7 separate regions of the Mus musculus genome follow, and regions 2, 3, 4, 5, 6 and 7 are each linked to region 1. Evidence: chromatin contacts called from public ChIA-PET, Hi-C, HiChIP or PLAC-seq and promoter capture Hi-C data. All regions are on one chromosome and are shown on one strand. The core of a region is the stretch at or near the end of the contact, and the rest is flanking DNA. Distances in the headings are between cores, read along the strand shown. Region 1 holds the start of Lgalsl (lectin, galactoside binding-like). Region 2 overlaps Ugp2 (UDP-glucose pyrophosphorylase 2). Region 3 holds the start of Slc1a4 (solute carrier family 1 (glutamate/neutral amino acid transporter), member 4). Region 4 overlaps Vps54 (VPS54 GARP complex subunit). Region 5 has its middle 16 kb from the start of Gm39605. Region 6 holds the start of Vps54 (VPS54 GARP complex subunit). Region 7 has its middle 6.7 kb from the start of Gm39606.

What was found. Hi-C and Micro-C count contacts between places; a contact is called where the count stands out from the background. ChIA-PET counts read pairs in DNA pulled down with a chosen protein or histone mark. HiChIP or PLAC-seq counts read pairs in DNA pulled down with a chosen protein or histone mark. Capture Hi-C pulls out chosen DNA fragments and counts their contacts.
Region 2: an RNA polymerase II ChIA-PET map of memory CD8 T cells shows a contact between it and region 1, with 6 read pairs. The contact joins the enhancer-like site here to the promoter of Lgalsl in region 1. A contact is called at or near these places in 6 of 39 promoter capture datasets (embryonic stem cells, hippocampal neurons, liver and 2 more), 1 of 484 Hi-C or Micro-C datasets (bone marrow-derived macrophages), 2 of 115 datasets of contacts at active chromatin or transcription factors (memory CD8 T cells and stem cell-derived neural progenitor cells) and 2 of 9 other capture datasets (adipose tissue and pancreatic islet).
Region 3: a contact with region 1 is called in an HNF4G HiChIP or PLAC-seq map of pancreatic cancer cells. The contact joins the promoter of Slc1a4 here to the promoter of Lgalsl in region 1. A contact is called at or near these places in 1 of 39 promoter capture datasets (the HPC-7 cell line), 1 of 484 Hi-C or Micro-C datasets (embryonic stem cells), 2 of 115 datasets of contacts at active chromatin or transcription factors (forebrain and pancreatic cancer cells) and 1 of 9 other capture datasets (liver).
Region 4: a contact with region 1 is called in an RNA polymerase II ChIA-PET map of memory CD8 T cells, with 39 read pairs. The contact joins the enhancer-like site here to the promoter of Lgalsl in region 1. A contact is called at or near these places in 13 of 39 promoter capture datasets (the 3T3-L1 cell line, 3T3-L1-derived adipocytes, the C10 cell line and 7 more), 6 of 115 datasets of contacts at active chromatin or transcription factors (bone marrow-derived macrophages, embryonic stem cells, forebrain and 2 more) and 1 of 9 other capture datasets (pancreatic islet).
Region 5: a Hi-C map of liver shows a contact between it and region 1, with 2.4 times the contacts expected there. The contact joins the enhancer-like site here to the promoter of Lgalsl in region 1. A contact is called at or near these places in 3 of 39 promoter capture datasets (the C10 cell line, the HPC-7 cell line and liver), 1 of 484 Hi-C or Micro-C datasets (liver) and 3 of 115 datasets of contacts at active chromatin or transcription factors (bone marrow-derived macrophages, embryonic midbrain and stem cell-derived neural progenitor cells).
Region 6: a promoter capture Hi-C map of adipose tissue shows a contact between it and region 1, with 5 times the contacts expected there. The contact joins the promoter of Vps54 here to the promoter of Lgalsl in region 1. A contact is called at or near these places in 6 of 39 promoter capture datasets (3T3-L1-derived adipocytes, cranial neural crest, frontonasal cranial neural crest and 3 more), 4 of 484 Hi-C or Micro-C datasets (bone marrow-derived macrophages, embryonic stem cells and nephron progenitors), 8 of 115 datasets of contacts at active chromatin or transcription factors (bone marrow-derived macrophages, effector CD8 T cells, embryonic forebrain and 5 more) and 2 of 9 other capture datasets (adipose tissue and liver).
Region 7: a contact with region 1 is called in an H3K4me3 HiChIP or PLAC-seq map of forebrain, with 4 times the contacts expected there. The contact joins the enhancer-like site here to the promoter of Lgalsl in region 1. A contact is called at or near these places in 7 of 39 promoter capture datasets (the 3T3-L1 cell line, the C10 cell line, the HPC-7 cell line and 4 more), 6 of 484 Hi-C or Micro-C datasets (embryonic stem cells, forebrain, ganglionic eminence and 3 more), 8 of 115 datasets of contacts at active chromatin or transcription factors (bone marrow-derived macrophages, embryonic forebrain, embryonic midbrain and 3 more) and 1 of 9 other capture datasets (liver).

What each region holds. Positions count from the first base shown.
Region 1 is chr11:20,829,222-20,833,175 of GRCm38.p6, reverse strand. Lgalsl (lectin, galactoside binding-like) reads left to right here and starts at 2,068. Exons shown (of 5, transcript NM_173752.4): 1 at 2,068-2,202; 2 at 2,829-2,900; 3 at 3,050-3,138; 4 at 3,730-3,907. The coding sequence starts at 2,167.
Region 2 is chr11:21,330,753-21,334,706 of GRCm38.p6, reverse strand. Ugp2 (UDP-glucose pyrophosphorylase 2) reads left to right here. Exons shown (of 10, transcript NM_139297.6): 4 at 897-1,082; 5 at 2,158-2,291; 6 at 3,576-3,873. Among named protein-coding and RNA genes, the nearest start is that of Mir1933, 12 kb to the left of the region's middle. Within about 2 kb of position 1,561, at least 16 of the 459 cell types and tissues checked have an H3K27ac peak or open chromatin away from gene starts, as enhancers often do. A contact at or near this core is called in memory CD8 T cells, where this site is marked.
Region 3 is chr11:20,330,537-20,334,490 of GRCm38.p6, reverse strand. It overlaps Slc1a4 (solute carrier family 1 (glutamate/neutral amino acid transporter), member 4), which reads left to right and starts at 1,778. Exons shown (of 8, transcript NM_018861.3): 1 at 1,778-2,545. The coding sequence starts at 2,019.
Region 4 is chr11:21,301,956-21,305,909 of GRCm38.p6, reverse strand. Vps54 (VPS54 GARP complex subunit) reads right to left here. Exons shown (of 23, transcript NM_139061.5): 13 at 130-259. Among named protein-coding and RNA genes, the nearest start is that of Mir1933, 41 kb to the left of the region's middle. Within about 2 kb of position 2,084, at least 17 of the 459 cell types and tissues checked have an H3K27ac peak or open chromatin away from gene starts, as enhancers often do. A contact at or near this core is called in memory CD8 T cells, where this site is marked.
Region 5 is chr11:20,394,294-20,398,247 of GRCm38.p6, reverse strand. No RefSeq gene overlaps it. Among named protein-coding and RNA genes, the nearest start is that of Gm39605, 16 kb to the right of the region's middle. Within about 2 kb of position 1,992, at least 55 of the 459 cell types and tissues checked have an H3K27ac peak or open chromatin away from gene starts, as enhancers often do. A contact at or near this core is called in liver, where this site is marked.
Region 6 is chr11:21,236,726-21,240,679 of GRCm38.p6, reverse strand. It overlaps Vps54 (VPS54 GARP complex subunit), which reads right to left and starts at 1,648. Exons shown (of 23, transcript NM_139061.5): 1 at 1,309-1,648.
Region 7 is chr11:20,444,445-20,448,398 of GRCm38.p6, reverse strand. It overlaps the pseudogene Gm12034. Among named protein-coding and RNA genes, the nearest start is that of Gm39606, 6.7 kb to the left of the region's middle. Within about 2 kb of position 2,303, at least 35 of the 459 cell types and tissues checked have an H3K27ac peak or open chromatin away from gene starts, as enhancers often do. A contact at or near this core is called in bone marrow-derived macrophages and forebrain, where this site is marked.

The DNA.
Region 1 (3,954 bases), core at 819-3,318:
GCTGCCTGTTCTCTGGCCCTTGTTACATCAGCTACAGGGATGCGTCAACATCAGAGAGTACAGGTCCATGATGTGACTCAGTGCCAGTATGCTTGCCCTGCACATACAAGGCCATGGGTTTGCTCCCCAGAACCTCCAAAACCAAACCTCCTCTCCCTGGCTCAGAAACTTCCAGTGTCTTTCTGTTCCCTTCAAGTAAAAGGTGTCTCCAAGACCTCAGCCTTCACTTCTGCTCCACATGTCCAGCATTAATCTACAGGTCCCATCTTGCAAACTTTATCTTTACAGTTCCTGAGCCAGCAACCTCTTCTGGAGGTTGAGCCAGCCCTCCCTTTGTCCCTCCCTTCCTCCCTCCCTTTCTCCCTCCCTCCTTCAGAATTCTCAATGTCACTTTCCCAGACTACCCTACTTTAATAGCATCATCCTGCACTCTCCTCCTCCCCGCCTTATTTTTCTGTCTTACTACCTATATACTTGCAAGTTTGCTTATGTCTGCCTCTCCTCGCTACAATGTAATTTCAGCAATGCCCCTGCTAATTCTCAGCTCTTGGTCAACAGCAGACACTCAAAACTGTTGCTTAGAATGTGCTGAGTGTTCTTCTGGGGAAGGTGTGTGAACCAATTTATTAATCTTCACAGTAATTCAAGATAGGATCATCGTAGTAATTATTATCATGTCTGATGAAGAAATTAAGGCACGCTACTATCAGTAATAAGAAACTAAATTTGGACCCAAGACACCAGCCCTTTATAATAACCATGATATATTGTACCACGCTTAGCTAATAGCAAATAATTCAATGATTTTTTCCCTATGCTGACTCTTAGAAATTCAGAGAATCAAAGTATGACTTTAAAATATCAAGTTTCTTGTAATTGCCTAGTATGTTAGAATAATTAATAGGTGTGATTCTCAAGCTCAGATGAGTAAACAGGAGCAAAATGGGAGCCACAATGACAACTCTTCAGTCTCTAATTCTGAGAACCACTTCCACAAAGGCTCCGACTGTGGATTACAGGCATGTTCCCTGTCCCACAGAGATTACCATGATTAGCACTGGTCCATAAAGGGACACAAAAGCTGCAGAGACGCCAGGTCCCCCAAAGGGCCCCTCTGGGACTGTAGCAGCTCACTTGCTCAAGCTCCTTGCTTATTAGTGTGGTGATTCACACAGTGCATTGGGCAAGCCGAGTATGTCACCTAATAGAGAGTATGTTGATACAGCCTTATCTGAGAAGTTACATAATTATGCTAGTGTCAGGATACCATTACAGGAGTCTGAGCCTTAGCGTGAAAGAGGAGTGTATTCCCTAGGAAGTATTACACAAAGAAGGACTGGAGACTCCATTACCCCAAACTAAGCAAGTGACGTAAAATAGCTAAGGACAGAAACTGTGTCCACTTCAAGTTGCGGCTTGGCCGGGCACCTGCTGAAGAATGCTTCCGGGACCCCGACACTAGCCTGCGCTTCCCTGGGAACAGAGGGTTGGTCGGCGCTCAGCAAACTGTCCCCCTAGAGTCCTGGCTGCTTCTTTATTTAGGGTCAAATATGTACAAGCCTTGGACCTCCATTCTCCTTCTCCTCCAAACAGTGCAACTATCTTTCCTCCCACTAGGTTGGAATTCTCTGAAAGAAGCCATACCAGGTCTTCCTCTTTGGAGTCCTCCACCTTCTCTCGACCTCACTCCTGATCCACCCCCACAGTCCCCCAGGATGCGGAAGGAGGTGAGTGAGTAGGGTACCGACCAGGAGTGTCCCCAGCACCTGTCACCTGGCCCACCTGGGCCCTCCCTTCACCCCTTTCCCCAGCCCCACCCACCTTCCCGCCGACAGGCCACCGCCCTCCGGCCTTCAGCCGTGGTCCAATGGCCGTAGGGCAGGGCACGCTTAGCAAGCCGCGGCTCCCGGGCCCCGTCCCCGCCCTGTTCCCGGTTCTCGGTTCCCGAGCCGAGCCCTGCCGCCTTTAAATGCCACCCCAGGCCAACGCACTGCGGCCCTCGCCACCGTCATCCCCTCGCCGCCGCGATCTCCGCGCCGCCCGCCTCCCTTCCCCCTCCCGGGCCTGCGGCCGCGCCAGCCTGGGGCGTGCACGCGCGCCCGTGTGTGCGCGCGCCCGGCTCGGACCCGCGCCCGCCGCCGCGTCCCCGGCGCTCGCTGCAGGAACATGGCGGGGTCGGTGGCCGACAGCGACGCCGTGGTGGTGAGTGCAGCGGCCTCCCGCGAGGCGGGTAGCTCAGAGGGCCGGGGCAAGGACTACGGACCCGCGGTGCCGCGGGAAGCGCGGTACCTGTCAGCCGCCGCGGGGTGCGAGCTCGGGGGGCCCCGGGCGCGGGGCAGGAGGGCGCCGGCCAGGTGCGCGCTGGGCGCGTGTGCGTGCACGTGGGTTAGTGTGGGGCCGCGGTCCCGGCGTCCGGGATTTACCCCTTTGGAAACGGTCCCGCGCCGGGGGCTCCGGAGAGAAGCCGAGCGCTGCCGCTGCACTCCAGCCACGTCCCCGAGGACAGGCCAGGGGGCAGAGACTCCGGGAGCGTTTGTGCTTGGAGAGGGGCCTGCCGCCCACCTACACGGGCTTTGCTTCCCGGGTGGGCCGCGACCTTGAATTTGATCCGGTCTCAAGAGCCTGGGGATCATCAGAGGCTTAGACCGGATGGAAAGGCCGGGTTTTGTTTCGCGGTTATTTAATGGGCTATAAAGAGGCATCATATGTATGTGTGTCTGTGGAGGGCTGCTGGATCACTACAGATTTGTGTTGATTCCTCATCCTTCCATTCACTCCCTAATAAACAAGGGTCTGTGGAAAGCCAATCTGTGTGCTTCTATTTTTAGAAACTTGATGATGGGCACTTAAACAACTCCTTGGGTTCTCCAGTTCAAGCCGACGTGTACTTCCCACGACTGGTAAATCAATGTGCTCCGTGTCTCTGCCTTTATCCTTTTCCCCTCTGGTGCATTTCCTTGCTTTCTAATGGGTCTGATTCTCAGGGCTGAGGGTTTGGCTCGTCTCTAACAGCCCATAAACATCCTGTCTCTCCCCTCTTCCTTTGCAGATAGTTCCATTTTGTGGGCACATTAAAGGTGGCATGAGACCAGGCAAGAAGGTATTAGTGATGGGCATCGTAGATCTCAACCCCGAAAGGTAAGGGCAGAGCCCTGCCATTGCTGAGTCCCGCGGCTGCCTCCTCCCCTTACCCTACTTGCACAGTGTCACTAGTTAGGAGTGCCAAGAAAGTACCATGTTCCCATGAAAAGAATGTGTATCAATCCTAGCCATCATCTCTGCAGATAGCTATTTATATCAGTGATGATAAAAATAGGCCTACAGTTAATCTTTGACCCTTGAGAAGGCCAAAAGACTTCTTTTTTTATGGTTTTGAAACACGGTAGTCGTAACCAAACCTGTTAGAATAAATAAGAACCAAACTTACAAGATGTTTCCCTTGTCAAGTTCTGTGGCTGTTTTTGAGAACTCTGAGATGGATTAATGCAAGGGTGGCCTGAGGCATTTGAAGTCTTCAGTTGTAATTATTTTCAGTTCCACTGGAGTTTTCACCAGAGCCTACTTTAGGTAACAAAATCTATTGGTTTGAGTGTAATCCTTAGTGTCTGTGTTTAAACTGTGTAAACAGTAGCAGCCCATTAAAAGCCGATGAACCCACTGGAGGAGGAACTGGGTCAAGTTAAAATGTTACATCTGACTCCTGGCTAAGTGACACTGTTTTCTTTTTAGCTTTGCCATCAGCTTGACCTGTGGAGACTCTGAAGATCCTCCTGCCGATGTGGCAATTGAACTCAAAGCTGTGTTCACAGACCGGCAGCTGCTCAGAAACTCTTGTATCTCAGGAGAAAGAGGCGAGGAGCAGTCGGCAATCCCTTACTTTCCATTCATCCCAGACCAGCCGTTCAGGGTAGGTACCTTGAGTGCCTGATGCAGTGTTGGCAGGGCCCCTACTTA
Region 2 (3,954 bases), core at 312-2,811, 500 kb before region 1:
CAGGGTAACCAGTGGCTGGCTTACATGTTTTAGTCTTATACTATAATGGAACTAAAGAGGTCATTTGAGGGCTTATTCTATTAAAGCAAAATAACAAAAATGTCACAAATATACTGCAATTCTTTTATAAAGCTTTCATTCTTGCTCTAAGATGTAAGATTTCTTACTCTGCTTTGAACAACAGCAAAAACATGGGTCTTTCCTATAAATGTCATCGTTTCTGTGCTTAAAGGACAAATTCAGGACTAGGGCACTCTGCTCACAGACTTAGGGTGCTAGACAGGAGGTAGGGTTGGCTTCCCCAGCTCCAGCCTTCACACTGCTCCCTTCTCAGGGCGTTTCTTAGAACGAGGATGTATAATTTTCCAGTGCAAGGTTTTATAAAATGACACCCTACACTTACGTTTTTGAGGAAGGAGCTGTGCTGTGCATACCTAGAATTGTGACTGCAAGCCTGTGCCGCTTGCCTCTCAAGGGTCATCTTACAACTGAAGACGACAAACACAAGTGCATGTTGCTTTTTGCCTCCCATGTAGGAGAAATAATGTATAATTAATATATATTATTCTCCAGAATTGAAGTAGAATATAATGCACCTGAACTACGTAGACTTGACCAAGTTGATATTTTGATTAAAATTGGAAATAGTTTCTTAAGGTAATTCAAGATTTAGACATTCATACCAGTCAGACCAGTGTTTGTGCACTGTACTTCCACTGTAGTTAAGTAGCCACTGAGCTACAACTCTGCAAGGGAAGCTGCCTGTGTGGACTTGTTGGGACTTTATATTTGAGAGACCAAAAGTTTTAAGGGATCATAGACGTAACCTTGAGATTGATTTGCTTTATCTTGCAAAGCTATGAAGTTGCCATCTCTAATTTAATATTTTCTTTCAGATTCAACCCTATGAAAAGATAAAAGCCAGAGGCTTGCCTGATAACATATCTTCTGTGTTGAACAAGTTGGTGGTAGTGAAACTCAATGGTGGTTTGGGAACCAGCATGGGCTGCAAAGGCCCTAAAAGTCTGATTGGTGTAAGAAATGAGAACACCTTTTTGGATCTAACTGTTCAGCAAATTGAAGTGAGTAGCATGTAACCTTTCACATAAGATACGAAAGTAGATTTAGTGTTTACATTATAAAGTGCTAGTGCTAGTTAACAGATTGCGATTTTGTTTCCGTGTTAGTGTGTGGGGTTGGGACACTGTAAGGACGTATTCTTAAGATGCAGAAGCTCAGCCCTCTGTAAATACTTTGTACTGCAGCCTTCCTGACCCTGCGCTTTTCTGGCTTAATCCGTTTTGAGAGGCTGTAGAGGGTGTTCTCATCCTCGTCTGGTTGGACGGCATGGATGCTAAGAACTGTTCTTGGCTTCCTTCTTTGACAAAGTTATCAATTGTCGACCTCATGGGACAGAGGTCCCATGTCTTTTGCATGTCTTCTTCCTTTGCCTGATGTGGTGCTGACAGCTACCAATCATAATAGCAGCAGTGGCAGCTAACATGTATCCAGCATTTACTGTGTACCAGGTTTTCTAAGTGCCTTCCCCAAAATGACTCATTTGTTCCTCTCAGCAATTCACAAGTACTGCTCTCCCCATTTTATGCATGAGGATGGGCAATAAGCTCTAAGTAATAAAGTAAAACCAAAACTGAAAGCTAAGCGCCATCTTCTCCGACTTATTGCCTTAGCTCTTTTGAGAAACTGAGAAGATTGAAGTGCTACTGCTGAGTTTGAAATGCCTGAGAAGAGGAAACCGTGACTTTGTAACTTTGTATCCTCATCTCCACAGAGCTGGAAGACAAGAGCAGATGCATAGCCAGCACTTGTCTACCTTTAGGCCATAGAGGACTGCTGACTACATGCTCAGCTCCAGTAGGGATTGCCCTGGGCAACTGAATCTGCGCCTCAGCTAAGTTAGCCATGAAATGAAGACAGTGGCTCTCTTTCAAAGGGTCATGGTTTACCGAATGAGTTCATGATAAATTGCTTAGCTACATAGCCATGTAAAATGTATGTATATATATGTAAATATAAATCCAGAGAGCACTAGAGGTCAGGTTTTAAACGTTTTATGATTAACCATTCAAGAGTGGTTTTATGTATTAAGTCAGAGAATGTGAGTCTGGATGACCTGATTGTCGTTCTCCTCTTTAGCATTTGAACAAAACCTATAATACAGATGTTCCTCTCGTTTTAATGAATTCTTTTAACACGGATGAAGATACCAAAAAAATACTCCAGAAGTACAATCACTGTCGTGTGAAAATCTACACCTTCAATCAAAGCAGGTACCAGAAATAAAAATAATTAGCTGGTGGGATTGTGGCTCCACGGAGTTCCATTCTTTGGTGCAAACATGGTTCCTCATTGCAGCCCAAGGTCAAGTCATGCAAGAACTGATGTCCTTAAAGCTAAATACAGGCTTATCAATAGGTGATGGTTATAAACTTTGGTTTTATAATTTCTACTCCTCAGAGAATCTGCTTGAGATCTTATTCTAAGTCCCAAATATTTCAGGACAGTTTATAAAAAGCCTTTGCATGTTAAGGTCTCTGGTTAGGTAGATGACTTCCTGCAAACCACAGTACTGAAAGCCTTTCCTATGGGAGGAAGGTTCTTCACCCTGAATAGATAGCTCTGTGGAAATTAAGTAAGCTTTGGAGAGAAGCATCTACTCTGGGGTGGGTGGGGGGTAGTGAGTAGAAAGGAATTCGGGTGACTTGGGGAACAGGCTTTCTATTTAGGGGTAGACAGCAGCCTACAGAAACTTTTTGGAAATTGTTGGAAATGGTATATCTAAAGTTGGATCATTAGTTTGTTGGTATTTTAAAATTTGCCCCCACTCCAGCATCATAGTGTTTGTTGCCTGACTCCTAGAAGGCTGTCTGTGTGCGTATGAGCTCTTTCCTGCTTCCCTTTACTTTGTCAACTCTCACCCATGCACAGACATGCATGCAAAATGGAGGGAAGCATCCCAAATGCATCTAAGAGTGGGCAGGTCTCCTCAGGTAGAGTCTCAGGCACAAGAAACATCCCACACCAGAGAGGTTTAAAAACCGTTGACTTACCGAGTCTTTCCTCCTAGAGAGCTGTAAAAAACAATGTTAAAATATGAAGTGTATTCTCTTCTGCATGGCCACAGGAACCTTCTCCTGAATGACTATCTAGAAGACAGGTTGTTGTGTTTAATAATAATGACAGTTTTTGAAATAGAGGGATGTTTTATTTAATATCTAATCTCTATGGACAACCTCTGAAACAGAGGGATGACTTATTTAATATTTTAAAAATATTTTGTTTTCTTGTTAGTTATGTGTATCTGTGTATTATCTATGTGTAGGTATGTGCACATTAGTGCAGGAGCCCAAGGAAGCTAGGGGAGGGTGTCAAACGCCCTGAAACTGGGTTTACAGAGCTTGTGAGCCATTTGATGTGGATACTGGACACTGAACATGCTCCTAACCACTGATCTGTCTCTCCAGCCCTTATTTAATTTTAGTGTATTGTTTTACTTGAAGGATTAGGGTATGCTACAGAACCAGTGTAATAACATTCTTGTTTTGTTTTTACAGGTACCCGAGGATCAATAAGGAATCTCTACTTCCTATAGCAAAGGATGTGTCTTATTCAGGGGAAAATACTGAAGCTTGGTACCCTCCAGGGCATGGAGATATCTATGCTAGTTTCTACAATTCTGGCTTGCTCGATACCTTTATAGAAGAAGGCAAAGAGTATATTTTTGTGTCTAACATAGATAATCTGGGTGCCACAGTGGATCTTTATATTCTTAATCACCTGATGAACCCACCCAATGGGAAGCGCTGTGAGTTTGTCATGGAAGTCACAAACAAAACACGAGCAGATGTTAAGGTAAACACTGAAGACTCATGTTTTCACATTTGACGAAGCACGTAGCTAAAATCCTTTTTCTAGTTAGAAGTTTCTATTTTA
Region 3 (3,954 bases), core at 529-3,028, 500 kb after region 1:
ATAGTATCACGTTGATGTACTGTGAGGATCTTCTAGTCCCCTAGGCAACAAGGGCCAGTATTTAGCATTACAATACATAGCAACAAACCAAATCTCTACATAGAGGCAGGGGAGATTCTGAGTTCAAGGCCTGCTTGGGCCACAAAGGAAGAATTTGTCAAGCACTAGCATGCAGTCAACAGCATGGCTAGTGGAAGTAGAGGAGAGAAAGGACATTTCAACATGAGTCATGGGGCTTAACAACAGATCAGACTAGAGAAAACTTAAACATGAAGGTTCACAGAGGCAGATCATAATGATAGCAGTAACAGGCTGGAGGAGACAATCACAAATCTGATTCGGAATATGCTGAGCTGAGATGCTGCAGAATGTCTGGGTGGAGCTGTAAAGCAGGCAATTGGAAACCCACTTCTGGAACATGACTTCAGTCTTTTGCATAAAAGCAGCAGCTTAGGAAAAAGGAGGCAGAGCTACCTGGAAATGAGGAACATGGGTCTGTAGGAATCATCCATCCTTGCACAGAGAGGTAAACCATGTTCTGGGAAACAAGATAAAAATATGTATAGGTCCTCATCTAATGAACACACCTCCCTCCCACCAATAAGCTCCTATTTCAACAAGCTGTACATGACAGCTAAATGGCTTCATGTAAGGAACTCTTTGCTGTCTCAACAATTGGACGTTTTACACCTCGACAGGACATATTGATTTGCACAGGTTTCTGTTATGGTATACTTCAAAATTACTTTACTTCACATTGTCTTCCTCTTTAACTCAGCTACACCTAACTAGGGCTTTCTTGGAGGTCTGGGGAGGTAGTTCTTTTCAAAAGCAGAATAGGGAAAAATAAATAAATAAATAAATAAATAACACAATAAACGACTGCCAAGGTTTCCCTTTTTATCTGCTGTGGCCCGGGAAGATAGTAAATAAATGGCATTTTTAAAAAATCCATTGAACCATCTTTCAGACTGGCCAAACACTTGACTGAACTGTTGGCGTGCCAAGTCTGGAGACCCGGAAGGGGGTGGTTAAAATCCCGCTTGTGTTTCAGCTTAAGTTACATGGCAGACACGCCACCGAAAGTGGTGGCGTTAGAGCTCTGTTTCTCTGGGAGAGTTTTACGTCTTCAGCCTGCACACACCAGGCTTCTCCCCAGAGTCCAATGGACTCGCCCCAGAGGGCGCTAGTGCACGCAGTGGCTCACCCTTGGCACTGTGCATAGTGCCACCCGGACTCGCTGGTCACCTAAGGGTAAAGCTCTGCTAGAGTCTTGTACGTGCACGCAATGAGACTTTCCCCCATCCACCCACTCCTTTGTCTCTGTACCAGGAAAGCCTACAGAGCCCTTAGAAGAAAGGATTTCCCGCAGGATGGAGGTTGGGTCGTTCCGGACTCCCTAGCGGAGGGCGGGCACCAACCTCCGAGGGCTCCCCTCCTCCACCAGCTGAGGAGAAGAACTGCCGAGGCGTTCCAGACGCTCCCCTCCCTCTCTCCCCGAGGCCTGGACAGTAGGACTGAAAGCTGCCAGGAGACAGGATTGGCCGATGGCCTCACGCCCCGTCGGGAGAGCCCAGCCTGCCTGTCTCTCACTCTCTTTGCTGTGCCTCCCGGAGGGTGGGAGAAGGGCGGGACCTGGGAAACGTCAGGGAGGTGGGGAACGGATATTCAGGGTTCTAATTGGTCGTAACATCGGAGGTGCGCCTACATGGGCGGGGCGAGCTCAAGCCCCGCCCTCCTTCCTAGGCTGCAGCCTCCAGCGTGCCTCCTGCGTTGCATCATCTCCAGCCTGCAGCGGCTCTGAAAGAAGGCTGGGCGCGGCGCGGTCTGCTCTGCCTGGGCTCCAACCCACAACCCACGTCTCTCTTTTATCTTTCTGAAAAGTGTTCCTGTAGGGACTCACAGAGCTCGGAAGCCGCAGCTGGCACAGGCCACTGTCTCCGCCTGATCCATTCATTCGAAACCGGTCTTTTCTCCAAGTTCCTTGAGTGTTACCGCTTAGAGCGGTGGGCAACGACATGGAGAAGAGCGGCGAGACCAACGGCTACCTCGACGGCACCCAGGCAGAGCCTGCGGCCGGGCCCCGAACGCCCGAGACGGCGATGGGCAAATCGCAGCGCTGTGCTAGCTTTTTTCGGCGCCACGCGCTGGTGCTGCTCACCGTGTCGGGAGTGTTGGTGGGTGCCGGCATGGGCGCGGCGCTGAGGGGGCTGCAGCTCACCCGCACCCAGATCACTTACCTGGCCTTCCCGGGCGAGATGCTGCTCCGCATGCTGCGCATGATCATCCTGCCGCTGGTGGTTTGCAGCCTGGTGTCGGGAGCCGCCTCCCTGGATGCCAGCTCCCTCGGGCGTCTGGGTGGCATCGCTGTTGCTTACTTCGGCCTCACCACGCTGAGCGCCTCGGCTCTCGCCGTTGCTCTGGCGTTCATCATCAAGCCAGGGGCGGGCGCGCAGACCCTCCAGTCCAGCAGCCTGGGGCTGGAGAACTCAGGGCCTCCTCCGGTCTCCAAAGAGACAGTGGACTCTTTCCTCGATTTACTCAGGTACTGCTCTCCACCCCGCCAAAGGCACGGCGGGAGACGCCACGTGCACTCATATCACCTAGAGTTAATTCAGTTACTGTTGGCCCTTAACACTAAATTTCATATTTACGTCTGGGCTACGTGCTGGCCACACCTTTAAAGACTGGAGGCCACAGCTTTTTGCTGGAACCGATTTTCCGTTAGGTGGGATGTTAAGTGTATACCTTCTCAGTTGTGCTTTACTCCTTACACTGGGCTCTCTCAGTTTTGTTTGTTTGTTTTGTTTCGTTTTTTTAATTGTTCCTGTTTTCTCCCCTACATCACCCCAAAGCTTCCAGGACATTGAGTGACTTTCACCAGAGGAGCTATCCAGCTTGTAGTCTGAGGTTTTCTCTGATTCAGCCTTTGGTCTGGAAGGAAGTTGGCAATTTTCAGCAGAATTATGGATGTGTCCAAGAATAATAAAACTGGAGTTAGTTATGTGGAGCCCGTTGCCCAGCTACGTGACTGCCTCTCAGGCTTAGGACAGGTTGTGGACGTTCTTGGTCAGGATCATGGGGCCTAGCGTTATTTCTTTGTAGAAAGCGGGGAGATCCAGAGAGTTGAGATACACACACCTTTCTTTGCTTGTTTTTTTTTTTTTTTTTTTTTTTTTTTTCTCCACTCAGGAGTTGTATTTCATCCCCTGGGATGATAGAGTGTAGTTTTCAAAGCTTCACCTCTCCATTTGAACTAATCCAAAGTTCACAGATGGGAAAACATTAGTCTGCAGGCGTTTACTAATGTAACCAGGTTCGTCTGAACGAGGAGTCCAGCTGGCTTGCCTTCCAGCTTTCTGAGCCTTAGTGGTATATTTTGTCTTGAGTCATTGGGCAAAGCTCCTCATTGCTGAGGTGGTGAAAACCAGAGAACTCTGGGCAAGTGACTTGTCTTTCTCCTGTCTCCATTTCTTCATGTGGAAAATGTGACAGCTGTCTTGCCACTTCAAGAGTTTGTTCATCTAAAACAAAACAAAAAACCGAGACATGGTATTGGACGGGGGGTGGGGGTGGGGGGGTGGGGGGGTGGGGGAATCTGCTGAAAAAGACCAAAAGTTCCTGCAAACAGAGCAAGTGGAGGTAGCCTACGGGAACTTCGATGGAACTGTAGGCTTTGGCGCCTGCCAGGTGGCCTGGTAGTCCAAGAGTCTTAAGGTTTGAGACATAACTGTAGATGTGTTCAGAGATAGAGAACTCTACTGAAGCCCAGAGTAGCTTTGGTTTGTTCTGTCCTCAGGGAGAGAAATATGGGGTTTCAGGGTTCTTTTTGTAGAGCCATCTGTGGCCCAAATGGGAGTATGATGTTCATCTGTGCCTCTCTATGGTAACACAGGAGCCTTAATGGTGTTCTTCCATCATTGAAAAAGGAACTGACCAGTAATTGGGGGTAGG
Region 4 (3,954 bases), core at 835-3,334, 470 kb before region 1:
TCAATTTTCCAAGTGTTAAGATGGATAAGACTGTGACAGAACATAGGTACAGTTACATATAACTTAGATCTCTAAAGTAACACTTTGTATATACAGAAGAATCTCCAAGACTATATGAAAATAAAATACCTTTGCTCTTGACATGAGAAATTTGACAGCTCGATCATGGCATACATCTGAAGCATTACACAGTAACTCCTGGATGTTACTTGCTAGTTTTCCTAGCTCCAAGTCAGTTAACCTCATGTCTTCACTGACTCTGAAGATGAGACAATGAGATTTAATCAGGAAACACAGTATTCTCCATATGTGATGTATCAAAGAGGAGGACAAAGATAGAGAATTCACATTTGTGGAAAAAATTCTGGGCTAGCTATTGTCCATTTTAATAAGTTTTAATGGTGCTCAAGGTAACATTTCAGAGGCCTAACTTTTTTACTGTACTAGTCCTACCACTTAGCTCACCCTGCAGCTGCAGTCTGCAGCCATTACAGCAGAAGAGATGTGTTCTGAGGTGAGGTGGCAGCTGTGCAGGAGCAGCTCTGTGATGCCCTGAGAGGAACAAGCTGGGATGGCCAGTGAGGAGGGAGGACATTCATAGCAAGTAGGTTCTTTCTTCCTGTGAGTGTAAGTTACTTAGTGGCAGAGGACTTACTGAACTTAGTGCTTAGCACTGGAAAGACAGAGCCCTTAAGGAAGCTGTATTAAACAGTTGTGTTTATATTTTGAGGGGAAATGCAAGATTTTTCTATTTCTAAATATTTCCATTCAAGAAGCATAAAGACCACAGAGCTTGGCAGTGGTAGCATGCACCTTTAATCCCAGCACTCAATAGGCAGAGGTAGGCAGATCTCTGAGTTCAAAGACATCCTAGCATACAAAGCAAGTTCCAGGACAGCCAGGGCTATACTGAGAAACCCTGTCTAAATAAAATAAAATAAATAAATAAATGCCACTTATTCTATGCCAACAATTCTTTAGCATCATAATAAGCCAAGTTAAGTGCCTGTGTCATTTATAGCCCTTTCGATGGAATAAGACAATTTTCAAAGTTATTATTAGCAGGCTCTGATTTATATTACTGGGTTATGATATTGAAGAAAGTTTATTATCCCTCAAAATTATATCGCTAAACCTATTTACTAGTGTCTTAGAATAACAGCAGGGTTAATAGTCTTAAGGTATTCTCAAAACAGTCTTGTATAATTTTACTGAGTCAGGTAGACTGTGGCCCTCAGTAGTTTAAATGATCAACCCACAGCTGCAATAGTAAGAGAGAAAGACCAAAATCTAGAATTGGTCTCTAATTCATTAAACTTCCTCTGTTCCATAATTTCAGGGATTAGGGGGACGGGACAGATGTAGTGGGTACAAATGGAGCCAGAACGCAACCTTTGGTTTCCTTCCTCAGGGACCATTTACCTCGTTTATGACACAGAGCCTCACACTAGCTCAGCAAGTAGGCTAGGCAAGTTGGCTAGGCAAGTTGGCTAGTCATTTCCATGCCTCTGCCTGTTCAGCACTTCGATCTCAAGAGCACACCTCCACATCCAACGTATGACCTGTGTTCAGATGTAAAACTCTTTTTGCTGACTTGAGTTTCCTCTCCAATGCTCAAAACACTTATTTATATAAAAACAGTCTGGTACTAATGCCAATTCCAACCAAAAAATGCTCATTTAGATGTTCAAATTTCCTACTGAAATGAGGTCTTATTTTCTAAAGGATTACTAAAAATTTGCCATGTAACAGAATCACTAATGAATTTAGAACCCTTAGCCATATGCTACTAACTCACAAAGACATAAACAGAAAACAGTAAATAAAAAGTTTTTAAATACTGCAGTGGCCTAACCAAAAGTGTGAATGTTCTTAGATCTTGTTTAATTAGCTGTAATTTTTCCTTAGAAAAGCTCTTTGAGTTTAATTGCTTTTAACTTCCCTGTCACCTCCGAGTTGAGTGGCAAGCTTTCAGGCACTGGTGTATAAGCTGAACATAAGCAGAACCATAGACAGTGCCTATGTTTCATCCTGTGGTAACATGCAATGAAGGAATGCCAGAGAAGATTCTAAAGTGACAGACAATGAGGACAGGAAATAAACCCACATAAACAACTGTGATGCAGGCTTAAGACTGTCAAATGTCACAGCAAGCTGCTAGCTGCTTTCAATACTTCTCTCCCCTGCCACAGTAACGGCTTTAGCTGCACAAGTATCTTTAACTGACAGACAGACAACTAACTAAAGACTCTAGTTCTCAAGCTCTTTTACAGAGCGAGTCATATGTCACATCCTAGCCTCTGCTGTGGAAGTGACAGTAAAAAGTACAAATTCTAGACCATGTTCCTAAAAAACAAGAGCAAGATGGAGAGTGAAGCTAGGGCCTCCCTCATGCCAGGTCAACTCTCTCCTACTGCAGTGAACATGGTGCTTTATCACAGAATAAGAAACGTAATGATAGCCGGGCATGGTGGTGGCGCCTTTAATCCCAGCACTCGGGAGGCAGAGGCAGGAGATTTCTGAGTTCGAGACCAGTCTGGTCTATAGAGTGAGTTCCAGGACAGGCAGGGCCACACAGAGAAACCCTGTCTCAAAAAAACAAAAAAACAAAAAAAAAAAAAAAGAAAGAACAAACGAACGAAGGAATGAACTGTAATGACTACACACTTCTCTGAGTATCTGGTTTATAGCAACAGTGGTACTACATACAGAACAGTAAGGAAGATGGCATTTTAGCTAAATGAGCTAAAGGATTATCTAGGTATAGGAGGAAAAAAAGGAAGAAAATCTTGCATGATACAAAACAATTACAGAGAAACTGTCAATCTAATTGTCAAAGGGACATATTTAAAATTAATAGCCTTTTTTAACCAAAAAGACCTTAACTAGAGAATGAAGTAGGAATTCACAAAGTGGTAGATGATTTTGCAATATGGTTGGAGAGCAGACATGTGCTTACACAAGCAACTCCAGCAAATCACTAAGAAAGGAAGAGGGAGGGAGGGGGGGGCAGACAGGCAAAGACCCTCTTTATACACTTGCCAGGAGAAGCTATCAAAAGGGACAGTAAGTACACGGAAAGGTGTTCTCCTACCAATAACCAGGACAAAACTAAAACTCCTACAGTTGCAACCTAGACTCCGAGCAGCCAACATGTACAAGACTACCAAATGGGGAGAGTGAGGGGAGTGAATGAAGATGTGAGGCAATGGAACTCTTCCTGACAGGACTCTAAGTAATGAGCAAATGCACATGAGGCTAAAAACCCAGAGAACCTTCCCGCTTCTGCTTTTACAGGGCAGACTGGTGTGTCCAGGGCCTTCCCTTCTGCAGTCTTTTCCTCTTGAATTATAACCTTAACTGAGAATGCCCAGTTATGTGTATTTTACAGTGAATATGCTCAGAAATGTGCCTGCCCCACGGTTTATTCCCATATGAATACGTATAGACTTTCTATATAAATTCCTTACCTTTTTTTCCCCCCATTTAAGAGAATGCCATCTTTTAAAATTGATCTCTTGCCTACAGGCAACAAATTCTCCTGCATTCTCATGTGTTGGCTGTCCTTTTTGGCTGTGCACTCAACTAAAATGTAAGCCCATTATATTCAGTGATTGTGTGCGCGCGCACACACACGTGTGCATGTGTCCGTCTCCATTCCTGGTGTCTATATGTGCATATATATTTTCCAACATTTGTTTGTAGCGTGTACAACAAAAATATTGACAAGCATTTAAAAGCTAAGGATTTAACAGTGCATAGTATGCATAAGAACCAGCAATTCATGAAATCACCAAAGGCAGGCCAATCCCTAAAAATAGAAATAACCCCAAATCTTATCAATAGCAGAATGACTTTTGTATTGTGATGTTGTCATAGGACATTATTTTTGTATACAAATAAAGTCCCACTACATGCACTTATCACACACATAATATTGAAGGAAAGAAAGCA
Region 5 (3,954 bases), core at 743-3,242, 430 kb after region 1:
GGATAGCCTTGTTGGAGGAGGTGTGTCCCTGGGGTGGGCTTTGAGGTATCAGAAGACTCTTCCTATTTTGTGTTAGCCCTCTACACCTTCTGGCTGTAGATCAGAATATCAGCTCTCAGCTACTGCTCTAGCACCACGCCTGCCTGCCTGCCTGCTGCCATGCTCCCAGCTGTGATGCTCAAGGACTCTAGCCTTCGGAAGCCATGAGCTCCAAATCATACAATTTCTTTTATATGTTGCCTTGGTCATGGTGTCTCTTCGTGGTAATAGGAAGGGGCAGCTGCATATCCATAGGGATAATGTAGTCTTGTTTCTGGGAAGGGGCAGCTGCGTATCCATAGGGATAATGTAGTCTTGTTTCTGGGGAAAATAGAATACAGGTAAGCAAGACAAGACAGTTGGTTATGGTCTTCCTCCTGATTTGGTGGTGAGCACACAATCTCTCTACACATTTGTCAAAACATGTAGAACCAGGCACCAAAGAGACTGAACTTTACTCTGTGTAAATAAAGACACATAAAATCACTTCACATTGTTACAGAAACATCAAATAGTATAGGAAGGAGAGGTAAATGTGAAGGCTTTTCCACAGGCACAGCTTGGTGCTTTGAGCTGCCTTGGAACTCTCTGCCGGCAGTGTGGAGTGCTCCTTCAGGCTATTTTCTAACGTGATACATGAATGTATACATGTATTTTATTTTCCCAGAAACAAGACTATATTATTCCTAAGATCTGCAGCTGCCTCTTTTCTACAGTCGTCAAAAACATGGAGAAGTATGATTTAATTGCCAATGTACAATGCCAAGGAATTTAAAACCAGCCCTCTATTTTCAAGGACACACAACGATCCTGTTATCCCTGAGACCAGGGTCTCAGAAGCAATTAGACTGGGTTTCAGTCATTCAGGTGGCAACTGTGAAGGGAAAGCTTCACCTTGTAGCTGTCTCCCTGTCTTCTTAGGTTCTCCCTAGGGGTCATGGTCATTCTGCTAGAAGAAATGAGGGGCAAACTCACCCCAGACTTGAGGGTCTCAGATGATCTGTGAATTGTGGGGAAGCTTGAAAAGCCTCCGTAGGGACTGTAGCCAGGACACAGAGCCAATGGCAGCTTTCCAAGGTGAGAAAGGAAATTGGACCAATAAAGCAATTACCTTATTTTATAGTTTGCAGCACTAGTAAATGAACTAAAGGTCTCACACATGCTAGGCAAGTCCTCTGCCAACTAAACCGTCCCTGTGTCCGCTTTCTCATTTCTATTTTGAGATAGAGTCTCACTGAATTGCTCAGGCAGGCCTTAAACCTTTAATGCTCCTGCCTCAGCTTCTCAAGTAGTTAGGATTCCAAGTGAGTGTCACACACCTTTCCGGCAGAGTGTTTTAAGTCTGTATTTTGGGACGATAGGGTGTGCTTACTTTGCTGTGATACTGTAAACCATGCTCCAGAGAGTAGGCGGTGTGGCCACGTGGAAAGACACTGAGCTCTGTAAGAGGGCAGCGTGGGTTGGAATCTGACTTTTGACTTTACCAAGTGGGTGACCTTGGGCAGGTCACATGACCTTCCCCACTTGGGTTGCAGATCAGTAACTTCATATGCACACCTGTGACACTTCATCTGCACTGTAGGAAGCAAGCCTGGGTGTGCTTTTCTGTTAGTTCCTCTCCAGGCCTCAGTCTGAGAGATAAGACCTCTTCAGGTCATTGAGCTCAGTCTGAGAGCTAAGATTCCATTCTTGGGGCTCTGCTGAGGGGCTACCACACAGGTGCTACCGGCAGCTGGCCCTTCCCCCAGAGGCAGCTCGAGCCCGGGCTTCCACTATTTCCATGTCAGTGCCAACAAACAGCTGAAGCTTGGTGTGGGATCTTGGCTAGCAGGGCCTGTATTGATTTTGTTCTCGAAACCTTTCAAGTGGCGGCTGCCTCTGTGATCTGGCTGCAGTGCCTAGTTACAAAGCCAGCGCTGTCCCAACGTCCCAACTGCTCTTGTGTGTGTATGTGTGTGTTTCCGGAAAGAACACAGAGCATCCAAGCTTCAGCCAGTGAGTGCTCACCAGGGCCCAGGGCCCAGAGCCCAGAACCTTCTTGTGGGTATTTCGCAGCAGATGCTGACTGAGCAGCATCAGAAAGTCCCAGCAGCGCCTCACTTTCGGGATCAGAAAGCAAATATTGGTCCTGCCTGCTACGTGCACGGAAGCCACACAAAGCACTCGCAAGACCTTTATCACCCGCCAGGTCATGGGTAACTCAAGGGAAGGCAGCCTCAGTGAGATCCCAGCTCATTCCTGCCAATATTTAAACCAGGTCAATTTTTCCAGGCCAGGGCATCCTTTGACTCTCTATGTAGCATCAATACTGGTTAGATGGTGGGTAGCTCAGCCTCATGAGGTAAGCCTCAGCCTCACCTGGGAGGGCGGGGACCTCACCTCAGACTTAGATTATAAACACAGCATGAGACCCTAAGTGGAACCTGTCCCCTTATTTTCTTCCCTTTATAAAGAAGCCATTTACTTTCTGGCTCCTTCTGTGGCTACATGTTGTGGATAGTCCTGGGGCTAATTATATTTGATGTTAATTCCATTCTCCTGTGAGGGGCTGCAAACAAGGAATGAGTCAGCACTCAGGTGATTTCCTGTAAACCTGCTTCCCACCTTAATTTGTAAAATAAAGGAGAGCTGATGATTGGGCAGATAAAGGAAAGGTGGAGAGGAACAGGGAGGGAGAAGAAGGAAAAAATGGAAGAGGGAGAGGATGCAGAGGAGGAGGAGGAGGAAGAGGAAGAAGAAGAAAAGTGGAGCAGAAGCACATGGCTGGAGAAACTGCAAGTTCTAAGGGGTCTCATAGATGTGGAAGAGGGTAGTGTATAGATCTGCCCAATCTAGGCACCCAGCATATAATCATATTATCTGTGTTGTGTTTTCATTGCCGGGGCGTATTTGGGTTGGAGATTTACCACAACACAAATGGCACCCAACGTATTGATTTGAATTCAACTAACCTGAGATAAAGGTTCAGAAGTAGGTAGGGAATATTAGTCATTGAGTTTATTGTTAGGGTATTTCCAGTTATTTTAATTAGAAATGGCTGAGAGTAGTTAACAGACAACAGTCTAGATTACTTCACATAGATGGTTGGTTTTCAAAAATGTCAGAAGTCCACAGAATGTGACCTTTAATGTTGGGGCCGGCCTGTGTCTCTCATGTCCAGGTTCAAGCCTGGGAGGCAACCGGAGCTGAAAAAGAAGAGGGAATCTAGGTGGGTAGAGAAATAATGGAACCAAGACAAGCTAGTCTGCTCAAGGTTCAAATGTTTAATAATAAAATCTGCGCTTATAAAGAGGGAAGCCCATCCCCAGTCACACCAAGTTTCTTGATGTAGAGATGTGAAGTTGTCAGAACAGCCTTTTAGCAGAAACTTGCCAAATTCACAGTTTGCAGCTAACTCCAGAAAATCTTGGAGAACTGGTTCAGCCTCAGGGCAGGTGGCAGGCAGTGTAACATCAAAGGAGAGTGATGAGAAGCAGCACAGCAGGTGGCCCTGCCTCAGTGGCATACAGTCTGAACCAGCCTATCTAGGCTGAAGGAGGTTACATTTTCTCCCCTTTAAATAATATTAAAAAAAAAAAAAAACTAGACTGAGGCATAAAATTTATTTATGCTCCATAGTCCCGCCCAGGAGTTATGGTGGCTGGCGGCCCCGCCTATCTTACAAAATATTAAATCTTCTCTATTTCATCCTTATCTGTCAAGGGAGCATACATGCAGCTTGTTTGTGTTTATTTTACACAAAACATGGCTCTGTGGTGTATTATTAACAGCCACGGCCTCTTGGCATGTACCCCTGTCTTAGATTGGTATGATTCTGAGATCTGGGTGCCTGTCATTGACTGTCAGGCCCTCATTAGCACACCTTTCTCCCAATTCAGACCAAAGCCACAATAGGTATTTAAAATGCTTCTTGAT
Region 6 (3,954 bases), core at 399-2,898, 410 kb before region 1:
TCTGTTCCTAGTAAACTCTAGATAACTTTGCCAGTTATAATTTTGAAAACAATGAAAAACATTTTAGAAAGCCAAATGCTGTAGCAGCAATACCACAAGAACAAATTATATGAGTGTCAACAACAACACACGGATAGTGTGTACAGTTTTACTGTGAACAGACTGGTACTTATAGTAACAGTTCTAAGGTTGCCAGAACACAGTTTAAAACTAGCCAAAAGACAATACAAAAGTTAGCATCTAACATCCTAAACTACAACTATCAAGTACAAAGTGACCAATTTTACCTAATGATAATTAGTGTAGAGCACCAATACCCACTTCTAGGAAACCCAACTCACTGTACTACATACAGTCAGACATATCCTATCATTACATCTGTTCCAGCCAAACTGCTAGGGAGTCAAATAGTTTTCCAATTAGAGCTCCCATTTATAAAACTCAATGCCCATCAAGACCTGCAGCATAAGTTATCACCTTCTTCTCCATATACCACAAACAGCGTATCATAATATCCCCTGCCCGCTGAACATGTATTAAGACTGACCTGAGTTTGAGAACCCGAAATTAAATCAATTAGAAAACAGAAGTAGCCCAATTTAATTCTTCGAAAGTAAAAGACGTCTCTATAAGGACCAAAAACCAAACTTGGTTAAAAAGGTATTTTAAGAAACACTTTGTAACTCTAATAGGCCAAAATTCTTTAAAAAAAAAAAAAAAAAAGTCACCCTAAGCCATACACGGACAGGCCAAGTAGCTAATTATAATGGTCAGGCAAAAGTTCCCAGACAACCCACAGGGAACAGGGAAGGCCTGTCTTTGTATCCCTGCAGACAGCAGTTAGCAAAACTGAAAGAAATAAAATAATTTAAACTACAATGCAAAACTGCACAATGCCGAGTTCTTCTTTGGTTTAGTATTCTCGGGCGGGGGGGTGGGGGGGCGGTGTTTTTATTCTAGAAGGCTCCAAGAGGGGTTCAGGCCTGGCTGAAAGGAGACAGGGAAAGTTTGGGCTCCGCGTCTACAAGGACTGATGGAAGTTGCTGGTCCCGGATTCCGGAGAGGGGCGAGGGGACTGGGGCGGCACCTGCGGACGCCGGCCGGGGCTGGGGCACAGCTGCCGGCCCGGATCCTGGGAGTGCCGAGAAGGAAGTGGTGGTGGCGGGGAGGATGAAGCTTCGGCTCGGTCACCGGCTCCGAAACTCTGTCAGCTCCAAGCCCCGAGGAGACGGAGGGGGTGGGGTCCCGCCGCCCCGCCGGTCACCGGGTCGGGGGAGGGTGGCCGCGAAGCGCGGGCCCGGCACCTACCTGCGGTCCCGGGCGGCAGCCCCAGACGAGGCCTAGTGCACCGCCGCCTCCATCCCTCCACGTCGCGCCGAGACTGCTGCTCCGCGGCCGCCGCCGCCCTGCGCGCCGGGTCCGAGCCCGGTTCCCGCCTCCGCCCCGCGCCTGCTGGCCGGCGGGCCCGGGAGCACAGGGCCGCCCTCTCGAGCCCAGCGCCGCTCGGGGGCAGAGCGGCCGCGGCGGGCCCCTCACGTCTCGCCCGGGTGTCCTGTCAGCCAGCAGTCTCCCCCGGGTCCGCAGCGCCGCCTCCGCCGCTGCTGCCGCCGCCTCTCCCACATCCCCGGCCTCCAGGGGAGCCGCCGCCGCGCCGCGACCACCGCCCCCGGCGCCTCAGCTCCCCACGCCGCCGCCCGCCTCACGCCACCGGCCCGGCGCGGCTGGGTCCGCGGAGAGCGTGCAGCAGGCCGCCGCCGCCGCCAGGCCGCCGCAGCCCCCAGCCCACAATCCACCGCGGCGTCGCCGGGGCGGGAGGGCCGCGGCCAGACCGGGAGTCGCCGCGCAGCTCCGACAGGGCCTGGCGCGGCCGCCGCAGAGCTAGCGACCCCAGAGCGGGGACGACCCCGCGTGGCTGCCCCGTGCCTCCCCCTGTCGTCCTCGTAAAGGCAGGAGTCGTCTCGGATCTGCGCTCCAGCTCGCACGGTTCCCCCCCCCCGCCCAGGTTGTCCAAAGAAGCCGAGCGTTGCCTTCCGCCTTCCCTGGCGAGCGGGCGGGAGCGGACCCCTCGCCCCCCAGACCAACTGACTCCCGGCCGCTTACACCCACTAAAGCCCTAGCTTCCGCCTGCCCTGACTCCCTCAGCCCCTCATAGTAAACAAACATGGCTCCGTCTCCAAAATTAATGCCTTTCAAAGGTGAAAGGTCAACTCCAGATACCCCACTGGCCTCCAGCACTTAAGGCCTTTTGAGGCTACCCTGTCCCCCCAGTTCCTGGCTTCCAATCACCTGTCACATTTCTCAGGCGCATAAGTCAGTTGTCCCTGCCCTTTAAAAATCTGAAAAACTTGGGTGTGTGTGCTTATTATTAAAATCTATTTGTGATTCCTAACAGCATTTCCAATTAGGCTGAGTTCAGAGAGAATTGTGATCTTACTAGTAAAATTACCATCTGCAAGATAGGGTGTCTTAGACTACAATATGTTTATAAGTCTCCAATCACCTTTGGTTGATTCAGGAGTCTTGAGACTCAGAGCCACCAAGGTCTGGAAAAATAAGAAAAAAAGTCTTAATTACTTGAGGGTCTTTCTTAACTTTATGAAGATTTTATTCCATTTTGGAACTGTTTAGCCTACAAATAAGTTTCATGCATTTCAAAAGTCTGTTTTACAAAGCAAAAGTGAAAATGTAACTCAGTAGTTAACTGGAAAAAGAAACTGATGCAAGTCTTGGTCTTAGTAAGTCATTGAAAATTGCTAACAGCTTTTGTTAATTTACTCACCAAAAAGGTATGGTTGGTCAGGCAGTGGTGGCGCATGCCTTTAATCCTAGCACTTGGGAGGCAGAGGCAGGCAGATTTCTGAGTTTTGAGGCCAGCCTGGCCAGCCTGGTCTACAGAGTTCCAGGGCAGCCAGGGCTACACAGAGAAGCCCTGTCTAAAAAAAAAAAAAAAAAAAAAAAACAAGAAAAAAAAAAAAAGGTATGGTTGAAGGACAGAAAGGACACAGAGAAAGGAAAACACAAAAGATTAGCCAAAAGAAAAGTCCTGCGCTATATTTTTCTGAATTCAACTCTTTACAATGGAGCCAGGCACAATGGAGCAGTCCTGTAATCCCAGCATTTTGGAGTAGAGACTTGAGGATCAGGAGTTCAAAGCCACCCTCAGAGTCCACATGGGACACTCAAGGCCTGCCTGGGTAATGTGAGACTATCTCAAAAAGAAAAGAGGAAAAAAAAAAAAAAAACTCTACAATAAAGAGGGTAAGAATACATCCAACAAATAATAAATACATGTTCTAGTTTGCTTCTCCATTGCTGTGGTAAAACACCAAGACCAAAAACAACTTGAAGAGAAAAGGGTTTATTTCTTCTCTCAACTCCGAGGTCATAGTGTCACTGAGGGAAGTCAGAGCAAAGAGTCAACCGGAAACAGAGACCTGAGAACACTATTGCTGCCTGGCTTCTATCCCAGAGCTTGCTCTGCTTGCTTTTTTATCCCACTCAGGACCATTTGCACCACCATAGTTAGCCCAGCTCTCGCACATCAGTCATTAAGGGAGGAAATGTCTCACAGACTTGCCTTTAGGCCACAAGGTGAAGGCAATCCCTCAGTCAGGCGTCCTTCTTCCCAGATGACTCTTGCTTATGTCAAGTTAGAAAAAACTAACAAGTTTTCTAATTATAAAAAAGATTTTTAATCCTTTTGGAGGGGGTTGTTGAGGCAGTGTATAGCCTGTCTGTCCTGAATCTTACTCTGTAGCCCAGGCTAGCTTCAAACCTGGAGATTCACCTGCCTCTGCCTCCCAAGTGCAACCACCACCTGGCTTTAAAGTCCTCTTAAATCTTTGATTTCTTGTAAAAACAAGAAAAGTTTACACAGAAACATCATTGAGGTAATCTTAATGTGCACTGTGTAAAACTTGTCTTTGTATCATTCAAATGGTGATTTCTGTAGAG
Region 7 (3,954 bases), core at 1,054-3,553, 390 kb after region 1:
AAAGTTTCTAAGCTGTGATCTTTTTCCTCCCTTTGCAATTCTGTCTTGATCCAGCCCAAGGTGGGCCCTCTTGTCCTCCCTCGGCACCACCATGCTTGGCACACACTTCCTTTTAATGCTGACCTGTGTGTTCAGCACAGAGAGACTGAGTGGACCTTGGGATGGGGAGATGACGGGTGGGGGACACTATTTCAGAATACTTTTGATTGATGAGAACCCAAGTGGGTTCCACTATGAACTGCACCTGAAACACTCCCTATAGGCTCATGCGTTGAATGCGTGGTTTTTAGTTGGTGGTGCTGTCGTGTGAAGTGATAGAAATTTTAGGAGGTGGGGCCTCAGTAGAAGAAGATGTCACAGGAAGATTGCATTCTTTCTGTTGGCTTACTCTGGTTCAGGGTCTCTTCTGTTCTTCTCCTTCCCCAACTGTGTTTTCCTCTTCCTCCTCCTGTCACCATGATGTTCTGTCTTATGACAAGCTAGAATCAGCAAAGCCAAGGACTATGGACTGAACCCTCTGAAACTGTGAGCCAAAATAAATGCTTTCTCCTTCATGGTGTTTGGTTTAGAGTGACAAACTAAAATGAACACAGCAAATTAGCTGGATCATACATACAAACAAAACTTGCCCAAAGGACTTATTCTCCTCATGTGCAGCAGCTGCTGCTCAAGACTCTGAAAGTATTCCCGCACTCACAGTGTACAAGGACCCGTCCTTGACCTGCACCCCCGAGTCTACTCCCTACCCTGCTATCTAGCACCCCGGCTATGTAGGCTACATTTCTCATGGTGGTTAAACTTCAGGGCAGGCTGGCTCTCAGCCCTTGGTCCTAAGTCTCCACTAATTGTACCCCTTTCCCATATAAAACAGCATTTCAGTTCTTATCCAGAAATAATACTGGGTGCCCTTTACAATCCACTTAATAGAAAAAGGGGCAAAGGTGTGTGAGGTCAAAACTATTTCATAAAAAGATGCACTTACTCTCTCCACTCTTGTGTTCCCCTTATGGGAAGAAAGCTAAGTGCTTTGGGAAATGCAGTCGATATTACAGCAGACACAAATGCAGAAGCAAACAGGAGACTCCATCTGTCTTTCATTGAGCTAAACAGTAAAAACAAACAAACAAACAAATAAATGGCAGAAATGTAAAATAGTACCATACTTAACATTTTTTTTTGTTTCACAAACTATATTTTTCTAAATAAACCCACGTGTAGTGGTTTTATTATTATAAGAAGTAACCATCTTCTAGATTCTTAGTTTTCACTCCTAAATTGGTAAATGTTCAGAGGTACAACCCACATAGACAGAAAAATCCTCTTGGAGGTTCTTCTGGGTGATGTTTGAGTATAAGATAGTGGTTCTTAACCATGGGTCGTGACCCCCTGGGGGTCAAACTTTCATAGGAACTGCCTAAGACACAGATATTTACATTATGATTCATAACAGTAGAAAAATTACAGTTATGAAGTAGCAATAAAAACAATTTTATGGTTGGGGTCACCACAACGTGAGGAACTGTATTAAAGGGCCACAGTCTTTTTTTTTTTCTTGTTTTCAGGTTTATTGAAAATATGGCATAACAGATTAAACAGCTCCACGTGTTTTGAAATTCATGCCAACTGTAGGCTGAGTGACCTGAAGGTTAGAGAGACTGCCAAAGTCCAGAAGCTTCAGCATCTCCTTGGTGTCGGGATCCACCTCAATGATCTCCTGATCTAGGGCTGAGACCTCAGGAACGTAATTATCTCTCCTCTCTCTCTCTCCTTCCTGCAACTTAATAGAGATGCCTCTCACAGGACCTCTCTGAATCCGCTTCATCAGATGCGTGACGTATCCGGCTATCTCGTTCCGAAGCTTCTTGCTGGGGATAATGGCGATCTCCTCGCACACGCGCTTGTTGGTGTGGAAGTCATTACCCAGACGCGTGTAGTACTTCTCGATGATGATCCGGGCAGCCTTCTTCACGGTCTTGGTGCGAACGCGGAAAGGGCCACAGTCTTAGGAAGGCTGAGAACACTGGTATAAAGGGTTCCTGAGCAACGTTGTCTCATTTCCTCTGATCTCTACTGGCGAGGAACTCACTCACCTGTGAGAATGAGCTAGCTTCCACAGCTGGAAAAGCCAGCGTCCAGACCACAGCGCCTGCCCTCTGAGGACCTCTGGTTTTGAAGTTCTTGACAGGGCAGGCCTGCACACGAGGTAAGAGATGCCTGTAACTGCTATCTTCCAGCACACACTGAGGGGAGAGGAGGTACAGACATCTCCTCTCCCTCTTCCAGTGGCCGATCTCCAGGACCAGCCCTCATCTGCCCCCTGGTGGCAGGTAGCCCCCATACATGGGATCTCAAAATATATCGCTCTCTCTTTCCCCTGTTTTCTCCTCCCCATCTTTCCCTCTTTCCCCGCGCTGGTGAAAGTCCAGGGCTTTCAGCACACTAGGCAAATCCTCTGTCTCACTGTCACATGCCCCTAGTCTTTTTCCCCTCAAGTAGCTGGATGTTGATCGCACCCAGCCCGATGGCCTCTTCTAGGTGAGGGTGAATGATAATATTTTTCTGCATATTTATCTCTTCGTAGTTAATTACCGATCGTTCCTGGCTCTGAACCTGCCCTTTAGCTGGGTTAGGAGTCTTGCCTTTGACTAGGGCATGTGACAGTGAGACAGAGGGTTTGCCTAGTGTGCTGAAAGCCCTGGGTTCAGTCACCAGAGCAGGGAAAGGGAAAGATGGGGAGGAGAAAACAGGGGAAAGAGAAAGCGATATATTTTGAGATCCCTGTAACCCCCGAGCAGCAGGAGAGCTGTTAAAGCAGCGGCTCCAGCCTGAGGCCACCATAAGATACCACCACAGCTGTCAAAACGACAGCATCTGTCATAATGGTGGCACCTATCAAAGCAGTGTATCTCCTCAGCCTACAGCCTTTGTGAAATACCACCTCTGGAGCTGTCTACAGTGGCAACACCTTCTCTGCAGCCTCCCCAAGGAGGTTAGCAGTGATAGCACCTCAGCCAAATCGGCCTGTGGCCGGGAAGGACTTCCCATCCCCACCCATGAGCCTGATACAGGGAAAAGGGGGTCAAAAGAAAACCGCGGATCCCTGAGCTTTCCACAAAACCCACCAATCCCAAAGCTCAGCACTTGAAATCCAACCAGTTCTCGATCTGGAAATCTCTGCCCTGAAAAGCCCCGCCCCCTAAGAAATCCTGTGGCGAAAACGGTGCCTCCCCCCCCCCCCCCCCCCCGCCCTTCCATTAGGAAAGCCCTGCCCTTTGTTCAATTCCCTGCTGGACTCATCCCTCCATGCCCTGGACCCTGTAAGAAATCTTTTTTTTTTTTTTTTTTAATATGAGATTTGCTGCCTGATGGGACTCTCTCATCAGAAGAGTCCAAGAAGCAACAAAGATGGGAGGAACTGAAGAGGTGGAGCGGGGCTGAGGCTCCTGACTCCGGGCTCCTCAGCTCAGCTGGGGATACCCTCCCCGGACTGCGAGGCCTCTGCTGAGGAGGCCTCCCCTCAGAGCGGGGTGGTTCCTGGACTTCTGTGTTTCAGGGTGCCCTTCGAACTGAGCAAGAACACTTACAATTCCCAATTATATAAGCTGTGTTCTTTTCTTTATGCATATATCCTCAGGACAAAGTTTAATTTACAAATTAACAAGTTAAACACACTGAGTGGTTAGCAACCAGGGCTACTAAGAAAATCGAATGTGTAACAATGTGCTTCCGTGAAAGTAAGGTGTCCCTGGAAAGGGTCATGGTAAACATTTATGTTTGGGGCTCTTTGGTGATCTCCGCTGAGTGAAATGGAGAGCAGAGTATACCTTATGCGGTGCCTCTTGAGTGGGGTCCCGCCACAATCCTACTTCCTGCTAGTGGGCTCCATAGCGAGAACCCTGCTAGTGGGCTCTGACAGACAGAGAACCCTGGACATTGGTTATTTGAAGGATACAA